Linked DNA regions of Rattus norvegicus: region 2 is linked to region 1. The links are chromatin contacts, called in public Hi-C maps. All regions are on one chromosome and are shown on one strand. The core of a region is the stretch at or near the end of the contact, and the rest is flanking DNA. Distances in the headings are between cores, read along the strand shown.

What was found. A called contact is a pair of places that touch in the nucleus more often than the background predicts.
Region 2: a contact with region 1 is called in a Hi-C map of liver, with 5 times the contacts expected there. The contact joins the promoter of Hspa2 here to the promoter of Mthfd1 in region 1. A contact is called at or near these places in 2 of 12 Hi-C or Micro-C datasets (frontal cortex and liver).

The regions. Positions count from the first base shown.
Region 1 is chr6:100,712,138-100,714,832 of GRCr8, forward strand. It overlaps Mthfd1 (methylenetetrahydrofolate dehydrogenase, cyclohydrolase and formyltetrahydrofolate synthetase 1), which reads left to right and starts at 1,373. Exons shown (of 28, transcript NM_022508.2): 1 at 1,373-1,720. The coding sequence starts at 1,680.
Region 2 is chr6:100,863,142-100,865,836 of GRCr8, forward strand. Hspa2 (heat shock protein family A (Hsp70) member 2) reads left to right here and starts at 1,301. Exons shown (of 1, transcript NM_021863.3): 1 at 1,301-2,695. The coding sequence starts at 1,417. It also overlaps a transcript of Zbtb1 not described here.

The DNA of each region.
Region 1 (2,695 bases), core at 123-2,622:
AACAGCAGCAGAAAAAGCAAAGCCAATTTCTTTGCCTTCCTCTACCACCAGGCTCCCAAGGACATGGCGAAACTCATTTCTGTACAGGGTGAATGGGGAGGGGTGTCAGCCTTGCTGGCATCTAATTATTACCGGAGTGGTCTCTGCTTCAATACTGATCTGCTGAGAGGAAAGGATCCCTGGCTCTGAGTTCTGCTCCTTCCACACTGATGGAGCCCCATGCTGCTGCTCTGAGACCCCTCTCAGCTGCTGGGCTGAGCCTGCCTATGGGTTTCAACCCAGGGAGGATAACAGGTTCGATTTTAGTTATGGAAGGCTGAGTTATGGTTAAGTCATAACGAACTTGTCTCTATGCCAAGGCTGTGGATTGATCCTCCCTACTGTTACTAGAATTGAGAGTAAGACCCTGGGCTCTGACAATCCAATAAACCAGGTTAGACACCATTCTTTTTTTTTTTCCGGAGCTGGGGACCGAACCCAGGGCCTTGCGCATGCTAGGCAAGCGCTCTACCACTGAGCTAAATCCCCAACCCCTAGACACCATTCTTAATAAGCCCATTAAACAAGTAATGGTAAGAAATAGAAAAAGGAGATTTATTCAATACGGGAATACATTGGGAAGAGGGACAAAGAGAAGTTGTCTTCTGGGTCCAATATAAGGTTAAGGTTTAAGTAGAGAGTTAGAGTTAAACAGAGCTGAACAGTGAAGGTCGAGGTGTGGTCCCGTCCATCACTGTCAAGGCATCAGTCCTGCAAGGTGATCTCTGAAATCTTTTTCTGGGAAGCATCCAATTCCTTGGTGTGCTTTCTCCGCAGATGGTTAACCAGAAGGACACAATTGTCTCATTAAGATATCCTCACTCTTGCTAAGAGGGTTACAGATAGGCAAAGTTATCCCGGGTGCCCCCCACCACACTCTGAAAGCTTGGGGTTATGACAACGTGGAAAGTCGCATCACCCGCTCCAGGTCAGTGCCCGTAATTAGCCTAAGGCCTCCAAGCTCCTGCCTGAAGAAGTCAGGACGAGCCATAAATAAATAAATAAATAAATAAATAAATAAATAAATAAATAAATAAATAAATAAATAAATAAATAAATAAGAGAGAGAGAAGAGAGAGAGAGAGAGAGAGAGAGAGAGAGAGAGAGAGAGAGAGAAAGAAAGAGAGAAAGAAAGAAAGAGAAAGAAAGAAAGGACAAAGCCGCGACACAGGCTCTGCAGGAGACTGTCACTGCAACCTAGGTCAGGGGAACTGGTTCAGACAGGCCCATTCCTGCCGGGGTTCTGCTCAGACTCCGCCTAGACCCCGCCCCACCGCGCCCCCTATACACTATCTTTGATTGGCTAAAAGCGACGCGGGAAGCTCCCAGGTCATCAGAGGCAAGCTCCACACAGGCTCTTTCCACAGCCAGTCACAGCCGCCAACCAGTCTTTGGTGACAGTCTTCTTGCTGCCAGGGCCCACCGGCTCCCTCAGACTCTCCTGCCTCCGCTGTCAGCGGGTCACGACGTCATTCCGGTCGCCTGCGCACCTTCGCTGCTGGGAGCGCGACGCAGGCGCATTGACTGAGTTTCCCCGGGAGATCCCTGAGCACGTGGGTTGTGCTGTCCCGTACGCGCGCGGAGGGACTGGAACCTGAATTTTGCTGGTGTTCTTCGTGGGTAGCAGACTAGCAAGGGCCATGGCACCAGCGGGAATCCTGAACGGGAAAGTGGTCTCCGCGTAAGTACTTGCCACTGCTGATAGTGGTGGTGGGCTTAGAGCTGGGCGTGCGGATCCCCAAGCACCCGGGCTCTGCAGGAGAGGTGCTTAGATGGGCTTTGTGGGAAGAGAGGACATTGACACGGCCCCTAGAATCTGAAGACTGGTTTCCTGAAGCCTGAGAAACATGCCGGCCCAATGTGCAATTGCAATAGACTGCCTGGGGTGGCTGCATTCCTATGTTTTGGCGGCAAGTCCTGACCTGATCTTGCTCTCAAAAGTGTAGCTGCTGGCATCATCCTGCTTAGACATGGGCTGCCTGTGAAGTCCAAACTCAGAAAGCCAGCATAGCCGCTTGTCTTGCAATTTGGTGGTGATTCGATTGTGGCAAGATTTGACCCGGGTTTGTTTGTCTTCTGACACAGGGTCTCTTCACGGAGCCCTGACTGTCCTGGAACTCACTCTGTAGATCATGCTGGCCTTGAACTCATTGAGATCCCCTCCGGTCTCTTCCTCTGGAGTGCTAGGATTAAAGGCGTGCACCACCACACCTGGACTAGAGGATTTCCTCTAATTCAATGAATTCCTTGTTAACACCAAATACTATCTTTTACTTTCTCTTTCTTCCTTCCGGTCCGTGCTTCACTTCTAAGGTATCACACATGCAAGGCAAGCGCTGTACTACAACACCAGCCCTCTCATGCTCTACCCTATAACAGCCCCCTATCTGTCCTGGCACTAAAGTTATTTATTAGTTTGGCTTCTCTGTGCTGACAATTTCATATTCCATTTGACCACCTCTTCTGGCCCTGCAGATTTAAATGCTTAACTAGAGGAAATGTTTGCCAAGCGTCCTCCCAGAGAGTAGTAACACCCTTTTGCTTTTTTGGGAGAGAGTGCTGGGAATTGAGCCGTAAGTGTGCTTAACCTCTGGGCTAGTTCCTTGCTTTTTGTTTAGGGAATGAGTGTTGGGGACTGCTGAGGAGAGAAAGGTGT
Region 2 (2,695 bases), core at 51-2,550, 150 kb after region 1:
CTCTGCCTTGTGTTCTCACTGGACTTCTCCCGATTTCTGTTTACCCTTCTCACACAATGGCCTAAGGACGGATCAGTTCCTTTTTTCTTCTCATCTCCTATTGGGCACCTGTCAGTTTTAAGGCGACGACTGTCCTCAGCTTCCCATCCGTAAGGTGAAGCGGGCGGTGGCTCTACATTACAGGTCTCCGTTTTCCTCCAGGAGTCCTTTTACAGGAGCCAGCTTCTGCCCACCCCCTGGTACCAGAGAGTACTTTCCAGAATTATTTTCATATTCCGGCTAAACAAGAGCCAAAGATGTTCACTCTTTCTCATCTACCTCCTCTCACAAGTCTGTGCTGCCAACCTAACTTCTCCGCAGGAAAAAGTCTCATTCAACCGAACTCCGCGCCAAATGACTAGTTCCTAAACAGGATCGCGTATGCGGGGACCGGAGTCAGAGGGTGACACTGCCGCGAAGTAGTCAAAACTGCCTATTAGGGCGCTTGAAAGAAGCTAAACCAGGAAAGCGGAGAGAGAAGCTTGGACCGAGGCCGGGCAGCGGGTCCGAGCAAGGAGGTGGCTCGGGGGCCGTGCTTCTCGCACTGGCGGGAAAGCCACCCGCCTCCCGGGTAAGCACCGCGCACGCAGCCTTCCCCCGCCGCGCACTCTCCGAGACGCGCGAGGGGAAAAACTCGCACCCGCCCAACTTCACAGTCCCCGCCCTGGAACCACCCCGCACCCAGCTCCGGTCCCCGCTGCAGGAACAGCAGAGGCGGGAAAGACGAGAGCCGATCCCAGCCGTTCTTTTTTCGATGCAACCGTCTCAGAAAGAATTTCGACCCCGGGAGCCTTCGGGAGGCCAGCGCCCTTTCCGTGCTGCCTCTGCGCGCCCCGCCCCGCGCCGCGCCCCAGCGCCACACTCTTCGGGTTCCGCGCTGTTCATTGGGCATCTGCCCCGCCAATCTAAAAGATGTCAACGAATCACGCTTTATAAAAGGCAAAGAGAGAGGGGAAAGGGGGCTTTTCACGCTGGCTCCCTTGGCGCGAGCTTAACGCCCCCAAGCGGCTGGAGGCACTGGGCGGGGCTCATTTGCATAACGGCCGCCCCTTGGTCTCCCTGCTGGGGGCTGGAGTCCCGCTCTCACCCACCTAGATATCTGTTGGACCACCGGCTGGTCACTCCGACCAGGCAAGCCTGTGGGATCGCTGGACGGGTTGGAGCGGGCGGGCCCGGGGACCGATTGGCTCTGAGAGTTTCCAGAAGGCAGGGGGTGGGGTGGGAGGACGACTATAAGACGGAGAAGCCCAGCAGGGGGATCCGGGAGACGCTAGTCGCGCTCGTGGAGAGCAGTGCGAAGCGACCGTTGGCTCGGGTCCCGGCTTGCCTCTCCTGACTCTTTCGTCCTAACGTTGCTTTGCCTGTTTTTCAGTCAGGATGTCCGCCCGCGGCCCGGCTATCGGCATCGACCTGGGCACCACTTACTCGTGCGTGGGGGTCTTCCAACATGGCAAGGTGGAGATCATCGCCAACGACCAGGGTAACCGGACCACCCCCAGCTACGTGGCCTTCACCGACACCGAGCGCCTTATCGGCGACGCCGCCAAGAACCAAGTGGCCATGAACCCCACAAACACCATCTTCGACGCCAAGCGGCTGATCGGACGGAAGTTCGAAGACGCCACGGTGCAGTCGGATATGAAGCACTGGCCGTTCAGAGTGGTGAGCGAAGGTGGGAAGCCCAAAGTGCAGGTGGAATATAAAGGGGAGATGAAGACCTTCTTCCCTGAGGAGATTTCTTCCATGGTCCTCACTAAGATGAAGGAGATCGCCGAAGCCTACCTGGGGGGCAAGGTGCAGAGCGCAGTCATCACTGTTCCTGCCTATTTCAACGACTCGCAGCGCCAGGCCACCAAGGATGCGGGCACCATCACCGGTCTCAATGTATTGCGTATCATCAACGAACCCACAGCAGCGGCCATCGCTTATGGCCTGGATAAGAAGGGCTGCGCGGGCGGCGAGAAGAACGTGCTCATCTTTGACCTGGGCGGGGGCACCTTCGATGTGTCCATCCTCACCATCGAGGATGGCATCTTCGAGGTCAAGTCCACGGCCGGCGACACCCACCTGGGTGGCGAAGACTTCGACAACCGTATGGTCAGCCACCTGGCGGAGGAGTTCAAGCGCAAACACAAGAAGGACATTGGGCCCAACAAGCGCGCCGTGCGCCGGCTGCGCACCGCCTGCGAGCGCGCTAAGCGCACCCTGAGCTCGTCCACGCAGGCCAGCATCGAGATCGACTCGCTGTACGAGGGCGTGGATTTCTACACGTCCATCACCCGCGCCCGCTTCGAGGAGCTCAACGCCGATCTCTTTCGAGGGACTCTGGAGCCGGTGGAAAAGGCGCTGCGCGATGCCAAGCTAGACAAGGGCCAGATCCAGGAGATAGTGCTGGTGGGCGGCTCTACCCGCATCCCTAAGATCCAGAAGCTCCTGCAGGATTTCTTCAACGGCAAGGAGCTGAACAAGAGCATCAATCCCGACGAGGCGGTGGCCTACGGCGCCGCCGTGCAGGCGGCTATCCTCATTGGCGACAAGTCTGAGAACGTGCAGGATCTGCTGTTACTCGACGTGACTCCCTTGTCGCTTGGCATTGAAACAGCTGGCGGTGTCATGACCCCACTCATAAAGAGAAACACCACCATCCCTACCAAGC